Linked DNA regions of Sus scrofa: region 2 is linked to region 1. Evidence: chromatin contacts called from public Hi-C data. All regions are on one chromosome and are shown on one strand. Each heading gives the region's core, a stretch centred on a gene start, on an enhancer-like site or on the middle of the called end of the contact. The rest is flanking DNA. Distances are from core to core; before and after follow the strand shown.

Region 1 (6,504 bases), core at 2,723-5,222:
CAAAAATGCAGTTTCTTTTCACCCTGCCAAGAACAGAGAGGCTGAAGGCAACTCTTGGTAGGACCAAGCTTAAGAAATTATAAAGAAAACTACCTCCCTTCTGTCTCTCTACTACTCAGTTATCACACTTCCAGTAAAGGCCATGAGGGTGTTTGTGTGCCCCCACTTCTGCTGACCTTTAGCACTCTAAGCAGCTGAAACTATGAAACTGGACTGGTCAGTTTCACTTTCCTTTTTTCGGATGGGTAACTTTCTCTCACTCCTCACCCTGAAATGCTGTATTTGGCTTCCAAGAATGGTCAAGTTGGGATGGGGGTGTGATACTCCTCAGTGACGGGCTTCAAAAACATACAGAATAGTAAGACGGCATACAAATTCCACTTAAACAATTGTGAGTCAAAATAAAAATTCCTTTAACCCAGGAGCTGCTGATTGTTCCCAATAAGTAAAATCTTGGCTACCAAGGCCAAGGCTATAATCTTTCCTAACAACATAAATGCAGCTATCAGGGGTTCTGGAAGAAGACAGTCTATGAGGCCACAGAAGGCCTGGATTCAAGTCCCATGTCCCAAGTCACTGGGCATCATGTCTTTTCAATCAATTTCCTCTCCTTTAAAATGAGAATATTGGAGTTCCCATTGTGGCTCAGTGGTTAACGAATCCAACTAGGAACCATGAGGTTGCAGGTTCGATCCCTGGCCTCACTCAGTGGGTTAAGGATCTGGTGTTGCTGTGGCTGTGGTGTAGGTTGGCGGCTACAGCTCCGAATGGACCCCTAGCCTAGGAACCTCCATATGCTGAGGGTGCAGCCCCAGAAAAGACAAAAAATAAAAACAAACAAACAAAAAAACCAAAACCGAAAACAAAAAACAAAAAAAATAAAATGAGAATATTCACTAGATGAAAAACAAGGTCCTACTGTATAGCACAGGGAGCTGTATCCAATCTTCTTGGATAGACCATGATTGAAAAAACATAGAAAAGATTTTATATATATATATATGTATGTGTGTGTGTGTATATATATATATATATATATATCTATACATATATATGAATGACTGAGTCACTTTGCTGTAAGCAGAAATTGACACAACATTGCAAATCAACTATACTTTAATTAAAATATATATATATATATTTTAATAAGAATATTCACACCTGCCTGGCCTGCCACACAGGCTTATTCCCACTGAAAAGTGCTAGACAAAGTTGTGCTTTTTTTGTTATTATTCATTTAGTGAATGAGAGTTCCTATGAAATGATTCTCCATGTGGAAATGGGCAGGAGCATACCTTTGCATAGAGTAGTCTAGAGCTAGCCAGTCAAATGGGATCCAGGAGGTGCGTGTCAGGCAACCCAAGGGTGCTCCGTGTAGCCATGGAGACAGACACCAGCAAAGATCCTGCTCCCTCCAAGCAGGCAGGAGCAGAAAGCCTTGATTATCCATAACAAGCAAGCATCTGCACCCTTCAGAGAGCCCAACAGATCACTACAGCAGCTAGGAATTTCTAAAGTGGGAACCAAGTTGCTCTGGCCTCAGGGTTTCTGTTGCAGTGGAAGCCTGCATTCCCCAGGCATAGTCACGCTCCCTTAGAAGAGGCAGCATGGGGCAAGGGGCAGTGCAGCACAGCAGACCATGAGAGCATTCTGTGAGCATCCAAATCCTAACGCTGCCACTTCCTATCTGCCACTTCTCTTTGTGTCTCAGTTTCCCTGTGTGCAAAAGGAGATAATAATACCACCTATTCCATTCAGTAGGTGTAAGTATAGAATGAGCTGATTCATATAAAATGCTTAAAAGAGGTACCTGACAAAGAGTAAGCACTGAAGAGTCATTAGCAATTATAGTTGTTTATCTGTCAACCAAATTGTTCTTCCACTAGACTGTGATTTCTTTGAGGGCAGATTCCCTGACATTCATCTTTGGATCCCCAGGGCCTAGAAATCACAGTGAGAAATCAATAAATGTTTCTTGTGTGAATGGATAAATCAATGAATGAGATAAGACCAACCACCTAGGTTACCAGCAGGGGGGCAAAATACAACACAGGGAGGACCACTGCAAGGTCTTGTGCTTTGAACCTTTCAGTGTGTAATCTACAGAGAAACAGTTAAAAAAAATAAAGAGATAGCCAATCCCCGATTTATGCTAGCAGGCTGAATCAGACTGCCCTGAAATGTGGTGTGGTACACTGTGCTAGTCCAGGTCTTCTGAGGAGTAATACTAAAATGGGATTAAACATGCAGGGATTCTATGAGGGAAAGTGCCTCCAACAGAAAATGGGGGGATGACCTAGGAAAACCATCAGAGGACCTGAGTCCAAGTGAAGAACAGCAAGAAAGAAGGATGAGTAGAAGCATCCTAGACCATGGAGTGATCTAAGGAAAGTTCCAAAAGCTGAAGTTGGCCATTGGAGGAGTCCTGTGTCTTCCAGGCACCAGCCTATTGTAGCTGCCCCGCCACACTGTCTTTATCTGGGAGCAGCCCATGGGAAGCAGAGCTTGGTCAAATGCTGTGATGGATTCAGAGGGCAGGCCTGGGGCCCTTGGCCTGTTGTACTCCTGGCAGCTGGAGGTCTGCCAGTGCATGCTAATGGCTGCCACATTTGTGGAAGTCCTTAAGAGATGGGATTTGGGGTCCAGACAATCTAAGGTGAATCCTGGCTCTTACTAGCTGGTAACCTTAGGTGATTTTCTTAACCTCACAATGCCTCATTTTCCTTACTTGTAAGATGGAAATTATAATATCAACCTCTCAGGATTGTTACTGTTGAACACTGTGCCTGACACATAGTTAAGTACTCAATTAAAAAGGCAGCTGCCATTTCCTGACCATTATTATTAATAATACGGTATTCCATTAGCAGTTAGGACAGGAGAACAGCCCCCATTGTTGCAACAGTTAGATTTGAGTTGTATGAATCTACCATAGGGACCTGGCATAAAGGCTTAGAACCAAGGTTTGGCAGTATTACAATTCAAACAACCAAACCAGTTTGTCTACAAATAAAAGGTCATGGGGACTTTCTTAGTTTTCCTGTTTCCTGGAGGGGAGGCTAAGGTGGGCTGTACGGTGCCAGAATCCATCTATGGCCACAACCCCCTGTGCTCTCTCGCACTTGCTGTACTTCACCTGCAGTGTCCTTAGCCTGTCCCCTGCCAGCTGTCTGCCTTTGAAGGGAAGCATAGTCAGCACATCTTCCCCCAAAAAGAGGCTCCCAGAGACATGATTCTTCTGTGGCGTATGTGTGCTGAGCACCGGTTTGGGACTCCTTGGTTGTCTTTGCGATCTTAATTGTTTCTTTAAAACCTTGGCCAACTTTCTGGTGGTGATCATTGCTGACTGCTGCTAGCTTCTGGCCACTCCATCTGACTGGAGCCACAGCATCCCCTCATTGGGCTGGCTAGGTCCCGAGGCAATGACAGTTTCCATGGCCCCAGTTGAGCCAGCTTGGGCCTCTCCCAACCTTGCTGACACTTGTCCCTTGGTGGCAGTCACAACTAAGAACTCAAAAAAAAAAAAAAAAAAAAAAAAGGAGCCCACAGACTGGAAACCATACCCACACTTCTTTCACCACCACCTCAGAGGCATTTTCCCCCACCTGCAGTTCCCAGAGGCTCACCAAAAACACATGCTGGGATTTCTGCCTTGGGGGTGAGGTGGTGGGTATTATTTTTTTTTTTTAATCTTTGAAGGAATGTCCTTCAGGGTTTTGTTTTTTTTTTTAACTGAAAAAGGTCAAAATCAAGCTAACAATATTGATTTTGTTTAATAATTAATGTCTTAGCCAAGCTGATCAAACTGAAACTTCCAGAATGATACTGTCCATTTTACAGGGACTTTTCCAGGGAATTTTAAGTTCCTGTGTGGGAGCTGGAATCTAACACATGACCTGCCTTGTTTCAGCCTGAGGTTGGAAAGCCAAGGGCAGGAAGTAAAGAAACTGGTTGAATGCCCCTTAACCAAGCTGACTAGGCATTCCCGTCTGAGAGAAGATAAGGTCACTCTCTGAAAAGGAGGTAAAGCCTCAAAGCAGTGAACAGGCTGGCTGCTGGTTTGTTTGGCTTCTTCCTTCATGAGCAATGAGCGCATCTCCAAACTTGGCTTCTTTTTCTCCTCTGGTTCCCCAGCCAGAGGTAAGAAAGTGCAGGTCCACCTTGACATGAGACGTGCCCAGGACCCAGGACAGAGAATTCCCATCACTGGGGAGAAACACTAGCTGGGCCATTATAATATGAAAATATTTACAAGCCTCTTCATACCACCTTGGCCCCTTGTTTGCACTGATCCCTCTCACTGACTGAAAAATCAATCAGTTTTGATTTCCTTGCAAATCCAAATTCTTAAAAAATGATGCTCTGGAGTGAAACCTGGGCATTCTCACATTCCTACTCTCAGGTCAGTGATTCATTAACCACTGGGCCCCCTGGTGAGTCATTTCCCTGCTCACAGATGTCATCCTCTGTGTTACAATAGAGTGGACAACACAAGCATATGCTGTCCAGCCCTGACACCCTGTGAGTGCCACCGCACCAGCCCTGCCAACTACATTCTCACCTTCTGTGAACGTTTCTCCCCAACGGCAAGCCCAGCCTGGTTATGTCACACAAGATGCAGTGTCGGATCACACTTTTTGATTCAAATTCAAGAGCATGAGGACAAAATATAGTTTTCACCATTTTTTATATTTAATTATAGGAACCACAAGGAACCTGATCAACATTGGAACCAGTATCAAGAAAAATCTATCCCAGTGATTCACATCTCCCCAGAGCCAAGGCAGGCATGCTTGCAAATGTCCTGCCAGCGATGAATAAAAATGGAGAAACAGTGTAGCTTTTAAAGGATAGTCAATGTTCTATTACGTTTTTACATTTTTTCAACTATAATTTTTATAATACGAACCTCGGAAGGGGGACGTTTGTCAAAAGGGAGCATGGGTTAACACAGATGGAAAGTGCTTCCCTGTAATCCTGTATCCTTTTGTCTACCTGTCTGCCCCTCCCCTCAGCCTTTGAGCCCCTCCCACTGAGAGCCCACAGTCCACAAAACTTCCTCTTGCTCCTTTTCCTCTACGTGGTATGGCAGGCCCTTTGTATGTTGTGTTTTGCAAATCCAACAGTCACAATATGGTTTATTTCCCTTTTGGTTAGGGTTCAGCAACCTTCCAAAAGTGGGGACCCTAGACACAGACCCCTGTAGCCAAAGAGGAGAGTGACTCATATGAAGTGGGCAAGGGACACCTGGAAGGCTCTCATGCACAGAAAACCTCCCCCACCTCCACATGCTACTAATAAAAGCTTCATCTGAGTTATGCTGGAGATAATGCAAATGCCCTGGGGAAAAGTTCAGCTTCATGGTCACTCACATCATAGTAAGAATTATTTTTTGAATCTTAGATCATCAGGGTTTAAAAGACACAAGAATCATTTAGCATAAAATTTCACTCAATAAGGATTTTTTTTAAATCAGAGTCAATCCCTATTTGAATACTTCACAGTAACAAAATCTCCATTCTTGAAAGTGTCTATTCCACTGATGAGGATTTGGAATTATCTGTGAAAGTTCATCCTTATCTTCAGCTCCGCCCTCTAGAATCTAACATAGTTCTGTGCACGTAAAGGAAATTCCATCTCAAGATGCCTTAAAAAATAAAGGCATTTTATCTCTCAGAATAGAAAGTCCAGGAGTTGGGGGGTTTGGGGGTGGCTGGCATAGGGCTTCAGTAACACCATCAAGGCCCCAGGTCCTTTCATTTCTCTATCATCTTCAGTGTGAATGTCATTCTCAGGTTGGTAGCAAGATGGCTGTGGCAGGTGCAGGTTCACATCCGAGCAACAAGGACCATAAGAAAAAAGAGAAAAATGTTCCCCCGAGCATGGAATATAAACACGTCCCTTCACTCTGTTTCAACTTATGTCACATGCACGATAACTGTCACCAGGGGAGTGCCAAGCACTCACTGAGTCCCCTAATCATCCATGGTGGAAGAATGTTGGAACTTCCACCGTAATGTCCACCACTCCAGCCTTGCAGAAATGTCTACCTCAAATAGAGTTCTCCCTTCCCCCACCACTCAGAACACAGCCACAACTCTTTCCACCAAATGATGGCTCATATAACATGTTTCCAAACTCCCTGGTTGTCCTTCTCTGGACATAATCTAGTTTGTCAGTTTCCTCCTAAAAATGAAACATTGTTCTTGGCAGAATATAGCGAAACTGTAATAGTCCATGAGTGGTGGGCTATATTTTTATTCACATAGCTTAATTTTATAATAGGTTGCAGTGGCAACATCATACTGGTGATTCCTTACCAATCAAATGGTCAACCTGAACCTGCAGCTCATCTTCACAAGTTAGTGCCATGCTGGATTTCCACCTTGCTGCACTAATTGAGTTGCTTTTATGAACCTCAGAGCAGAACTAAGGTTTATCCCTATTGAACAAGATCAAGATAATTTTAAATAATGCTTCTGCCACTCAATGTAATAACTACTC
Region 2 (6,504 bases), core at 1,931-4,430, 150 kb after region 1:
CTTGCTTTCCTTCCATCCTTCCAATAACTGTTTGTTATGAAATATAATAACTTGTAGACTTCTATGATAAGACTGCAATAAATGCAGTGTCTGTCTGCACATGGAAGTGAGTGGTTACTCCTCTAGTCTCCACCCATTTATCACCTAGACAAAGGCTCCTCAGAGGGTTAGCAGAGTTATAGACCCATAGCCTCTCTCAGTTAGAACAATCCTCCCCCAATCTATCTGCCTTATCCACCAAAAACTGCTGAGGATTTTATGGCTACCATCTGACTGCCCGCAGCTCTCAGCCATCACTGGTAAGCACACTCAGGTCCTTGGTCTGGAGAAATTTATCCTCTCTGGCCCCATAGGGACTTTGGACCTGAATTTAATTTGAAGATGAAAAATGTAGGGGCTGGGCTAAGACTGGGAGAGGTGAGTAACCAGATCAGAATGTGGAAGAAGAAGGTGAAAAATGTCCCTCCCTTCACTGTGACCTGGTGTCCCTTCCTGGGTCAAATTCGATACCAGCAAAGGTACATGGAGGGACCTCACCAAGAGTTTAGTGAGGGAATGTGATGCCTCTTGCTCTCTCAGCTTAGCCCTTGTACTTTCATGCTGAGCAGTGCGAGACCAGGCAACGGAGTGAGTAGGGAATATTACCAGGCTTGGTGGATTTGCCTAGTGGAACTCATAGCTCCATCCACTGCTTGCTGACAGAGCTCCTAACCCCAGCACCTAGTTTCCCCTATTATTAACATCTTACTTTAGCATGGTATACTGTCAAAATTAAGACACCAACCTTGTTACATTACTATTAACTAAACTTCAGACTATGTCACTAGTTTTAACTAGTATAAACTGAACTCCCAATTAAATTTCACTAGTCTTTTCTAATGTCCTTTTTCTGTTTCAGCATCTAATCCAGGATACCACATTGCATTTAGGGGCTAATATGCTTTTAACTATGTATAAACCTTCTTAAATGACCATTTCTAGTTCCGCCCTTGTACTTTCTCCTAAGACTTTCCATCAAACAGAGGGGAGGAAAAGGAACCAAAATCCTAAGACAGCTCTAAAGCCATCTAGCATTTCTCCTCAGCATTTCCTGAAGTGAAATTTCCTGAGGAAAAGTGTAACAAGAGGATCTGTATTTTAAAGAAAAGAGGGTTTCTATAGTTAAATGAGTTAAAGAAGTGCTAGATGCAAAATCCTTTCTTTTTTCTTCTTTTTTTTTTTTTAGGGCTGCACTTGCAGCATATGGAAGTTCCCAGGCTAGAGGTCCAATTGGAGCTGAAGCTGCCAGCCTACACCACAGCCACAGCAATGCAGGATCCGAGCCAAATCTGCAACCTATACCACAGCTCATGGCAAATCCTTAACCCACTGAGCAAAGCCAGGGATCGAACCCGAGTCCTCATGGATACTAGTCAGGTTCATTACTGCTGAGTCACGATAGGAATTCACAAATCCTTTTTTTTTTTTTTTTTTTTTTTTCCGGTCTTTTTTAGGGCCATACCCACAGCATACGGAGGTTTCCAGTCTAGGGTCAAATCAGAGCTGTAGATGCAGGCCTGTGCCACAGCCCCAGAAACACCAGATCCGATCTGCGTCTGTGACGTACACCACAGCTCATGGCAATGCCGGATCCTTAAGCCAGAGTGAGGCCAGGGATCGAACCTGCATCCTCACAGATACTAGTCAGATTTGTTTCCGCTGAGCCACAACGGGAACTCCCCAAATCCTTTCTTGAAGAGGCAAAATATTTATCAATATGATAAAATCTCTGAGAAGTCTTTCAACAAATAAGTCAGTTTAACTTGATTTAACTGAACTTTTTCAAATTTCAGTCATTTGAGTACCACCTTCACGATTTTTTCCATATCTGCAGACAGTCTGTACTATTACTGACTTAATATTTTTCTTTAAATTCACTCATCTTTTAAAAGGAATATTATAAAGACTTTTAATATCATGACTATAAATGAAAAATTATAACCATTATCCAAAATTGATTAGAATGAAAAAAATGTTCATTTCAACCAAGAACCTCCTAAAATCAACTCAAAACCAGTAGTAAACATCAGACAGTGTGGGAAATACTGGTTAATAGAAACCGCCTACCCTTTTTTTTTTTTTTTTTTTGTGAGAGGTGAGCTCCAGCCCTTCTACTCCAACATCTCCTATGGCCCTTTCTCAGGAAGTTATGGGGGGAAGTATCCCACCCCCCACAAAAGAAGGGAAGAATCCAAGAAAGGATAAAGTGGGACCAGGTTTCAGGAGATGCCCTGGGGGAGGGTGGAGGAAAGTTTAAGAATCCAGGTGCTGTTTGCAGCAAACCTGACAGCAGCTGTGGGCTGGAGGCTCTTAAGGGCTGTTGATTTGGTGTCTGATGAGGGTCTGCTTCCCGATTCATAGATGGCTTGCTGTGTCCTCAGATGGTAGAAAGCCTTTTTTTCCTGATCACTTGTTTTTTGTTTTGTTTTGTTTTTTTTTTTTGGTCTTTTTTTAGGGCCAAACCAGCAGTTTTTTAGGGCCAAACCAGGGTATGGGTCAAATTAGAGCTGTAGCCACTGGCCTACACCACAGCCACAGCAACGCCAGATCCCAGCCATGTCTGCAACCTACACCACAGCTCAAGGCAACGCCAGATCCTTAGCCCACTGAGCGAGGCCAGGGATTGAACCTGTGTCCTCTTGGATACTAGTTAGATTCATATCTGCTGAGCCACGATGGGAACTCCTGATCACTTGTTAACATCCTAGGGAGGAAACACTTTGGGAAATTATGATCCAGTTGGTATATCTCTGAGGTCCAGAAGATCAGAAAACATGAACAGCCTAAATTAAAACCAAAGGCCCCTACATCCCTCTAGTGCTCCTCTCAAAATCCTCTGAGCCTGAGTTTCAGACATTTCCTGGACATGGCCAAAGAGGTTCCATGAGGGTCAAAATTTGCAACACATGTTCAGATTTCATGTGGGATCCTATATTTGACGTTTTAAACAGATTTCAAAACCCAGCTCTGAAGCCTCCCTGTCTTCCTCCACTCCAGAGAAAGATCTTGGATCTGATTCTTTGTCAAAGCAAACAGGTACAAAGTGTTTTCTGATTCCTGACTATCGCTACTGACTACACCCAGCCAACTCTCTCATAGACCAACTACCTGCACTTTGTACAGTTCTTCCTAAAGCCATGTTATTTTAAAATTTAATTGTGTTTGAGCAAAAGGGTGTGGCTAAAGGGGTGCCTACTGTTTAATCAGTAACAGAGTGGCAGATAAACAAAGTGCTTTCAGCTGGGCCTGGCACAGTTTGGTACTTAATTCTTCCTAAAGTGGCCTGTGAAATAAGAGTACTTGATTCAACTTATTGTGCTCTTGGCTGTCTTATCATCCCAAGTGGCTAGATTACAGGTGTCTGTCTCTCCTCCACTCGGCCAACTGTGTGATGCTGTGAGTGGCTTTGACAACTAATGCTCATTAATCCTACCCGAGTGAGTGCCACTGGGATTGCTAATAGCCCCTGGATTCATTCATTTTTTTCTCACTCGAAATACTGGACAGGAGTTCCCGTCATGGCTCAGGAGAAATGAATCTGACTAGTATCCATGAGGATACAGGTTCTATCCCTGGCCTCACTCAGTGGGTTAGGGATCCGGCATTGCCATGAGCTGTGGTGTAGGTCGCAGATGTGGCTTGGATCTGGCATTGCTGTGGCTGTGGTGTAGGCCAGGGCCTGCAGCTCCGATTTGACCCCTAGCCTGGAAACCTCCATATGCCATGGATGTGGTCCTAAAAAGACAAAAGAAAAAATAAAGAAAAAATACTGGACATCCGGGAGTTCCCACTGTGGCACAGCAGATTAAGGATCCAGCATTGTCATAGCAGCAGATCAGGTTGCTGCTGTGGCACAAACAACTAAAATAAGCCAGTCTGTGCTATGTCATGAGTAATAATAATATTTACAGAGCTCTTATTTATGTGTTAGTCATTCCTTGTACATTATCCATTAATCCTGTGAGGAAGATATTCTTTTTTTTTTTTTTTTTTTTTGAGGAAGATATTCTTTCTCCTATTTTATTTTTTTTTAGTGATTTTTATTTTTTCCATTACAGTTGGTTTACAGTGTTGTCAATTTTCTACTGTACAAATAAGTGATCCAGTCACATGCACACATGTATATACATTCTTTTTCCCTCATTATCCTCCATCATAGTCCACCACAAGTGACTACAGATATATTTCCCTGTGCTATACAGCAGGATCTCATTGCTTATCCATTCCAAAGGCAATAGTCTACATCTATTAACCACGGATTCCCAGTCCATCCCACTCCCTTCCCCTCCCCCTCCCCCTTGTCAACCACAAGTCTGTTTTACAAGTCCAGCAGTTTCTTTTCTCTGAAAATGTTCATTTGTGCTGTATATTAGATTCCAAGTGCGTGATATCATATGGTATTCATTTCTCTTTTTGACTGACTTCACTTAGTGTGAGACTCTAGTTCCATCCATGTTGCTGCAAATGGCATCATTTTGTTCATTTTATGGCTGAGTAGTATTCCATTGTGTATATATACATCTTCTTAATCCATTCATCGGTCAATGGATATTTAGGTTGTTTCCATATCTTGGCTATTGTGAACAGTGCCGCAATGAACATACAGGTGCATGTGTCTTTTTCAAGGAAAGTTTTTCTCCTTTGTTCCTTTCTTATTTTGGTTGAGTGATTTCCATTTATTTTATGCTTGTGTACTTTTTAATTTTTGTGAATGTAATGTTTGGTTTTGATTTGTGGTTGCCCTGTTTTTTAAGTATGTTAACCCCTTCCTATATCTGTTTCCTTTAGCCTGAAAGTCATGTAGGCTCAAATACATTATTAAAAAAAAGTCTAGGTTTTCTTACTTTCCTTCCCCACATTCTATGATTTTGAGCTCCTTTTAAAATATCTTCATATTTGTCCTTTTGCTGTTCCTTGTGTTTATCGTTCCTTTTACAGTAGGGTTTTTTTTTTTTCCTTTTAGATCTGTATGCAGGCTTATTTAAGTGATTGCTTTCCAACTGTGATATCCTCCATCCTATTTCTTCTTACTTTTTTATTTAGAGAAGTCCTTTTAGTATTTTTTTTAGGATAGGTTTAGCATTGCTGCACTCTTTTAGCTTTTGTTCGTTGGAGAAATTCTTTATTTCTCTATCTATTCTAAATGATATTCTTGCTGAGTAGAACATTCAAAGCTGCAAATTTTTCCCTTTTAGAACTTTGAATATATCTTGCCACTCTCTTCTGGCCTGCAGTGTTTCTGTAGAGAAATCAGCTGATGGCCTTATGGGGGTTTTCTTATAACTAACACTTTGTGTATCTCTTGCTGCCTTTAGAATCCTCTCTTTAACTTTTGCCATTTTTATTATAATATGTCTTGGTGTGGGCCTGTTTGGGTTCAACTTGTTTGGGGCCCTCTGTGCTTCCTGTATCTTGATATCAGTTTCCTTTAGATTTGGAAAGTTTTCAGATATAATTTCTTCAAATATATTTTCCATCCCCTTTTCTTTTTCTTCTTCTGGGATTCCTATTATACATAGATTGGCACACTATATTATCCCATATTATCTCTTATATTGCTTTCATGTTTTTTCATTTAGTTTTCTGTCTGCTGTCCTGATTGGCTAATGTCCATTATTCTGTCTTTCAAGTAAACTAATTCACTCCTCTGCATTATTCACTCTGCTCTTAGTGTCTTTAGCTCAGTTTGTGTCTCTGCAAATGAATTTTCAAATTTTTCTTGGTTCCTCCTTATATTTTCTAGTTCCTTTCTAAAGTAATCTGGATTACTGTTTATATCCACTCTTAATTCATTTTCACCCTTAATTCCTTCAGTATTTTCACTATCTCCCTTTCAAACATGCTGTTTCATGTTTGCTGATTCAGGTGAATTCTCCTGTTTCTTTAACTGGGAATGGTTCCTAAGCTTCTTCATTTTGCTTATATTTTTATTTTTCTGTGAATTTAGGGAAACCAAACTGCAGTCTTGTAGGGCTATTTATATGCAAGAGCACCCCTTTGTATTTTGTGGGAGGTTACTATTTATTTTTGGCATGAGAGTTTAGATATTTGCTGTCTCTTTCTTCATTGTGAGCAGGCTATTATCCCCAGGGTGCTGAGTGTGTTTCCAGGGAGAAGGAGGCAATGGGCAGGGCTAGTAGTCAGTGCCTGGTTGCTGGGCTCTTGACAGTAGCAAGGACCTGCAGGAAGTTGGCATAGGCTACTCCTAGTTGCAAGGCCCTGGGAAGTAGTAATGAGCATCAGGTAGATTTATGTGGTGCCTGGAGCATTTGGCAGTGGCAGTGGAAGGGTGTAAGTTCCCAGGGGAATGAGAGAAATAACAGGTGGTGTTTGGTCACAATGCCTTCCTCTGGGGTGCCCGCTGAGGTGATTGGGGCTGCAAGTGGTGTCTGTTCACAGACCCCTAGTGGTGGCAAGCCATGCCTACCTCTGGAGTCAGAGATAACTGTGGTGGTTTGCCCCTGC

What was found. Hi-C and Micro-C count contacts between places; a contact is called where the count stands out from the background.
Region 2: a Hi-C map of liver shows a contact between it and region 1, with 2.9 times the contacts expected there. The contact joins two enhancer-like sites. A contact is called at or near these places in 1 of 47 Hi-C or Micro-C datasets (liver) and 1 of 2 datasets of contacts at active chromatin or transcription factors (alveolar macrophages).

What each region holds. Positions count from the first base shown.
Region 1 is chr14:108,112,884-108,119,387 of Sscrofa11.1, forward strand. The region is part of intron 2 of PIK3AP1 (phosphoinositide-3-kinase adaptor protein 1); the gene reads right to left. Among named protein-coding and RNA genes, the nearest start is that of PIK3AP1, 43 kb to the right of the region's middle. Within about 2 kb of position 3,973, at least 8 of the 83 cell types and tissues checked have an H3K27ac peak or open chromatin away from gene starts, as enhancers often do. A contact at or near this core is called in liver, where this site is marked.
Region 2 is chr14:108,266,776-108,273,279 of Sscrofa11.1, forward strand. It overlaps a transcript of PIK3AP1 not described here. Among named protein-coding and RNA genes, the nearest start is that of PIK3AP1, 110 kb to the left of the region's middle. Within about 2 kb of position 3,181, at least 5 of the 83 cell types and tissues checked have an H3K27ac peak or open chromatin away from gene starts, as enhancers often do. A contact at or near this core is called in liver, where this site is marked.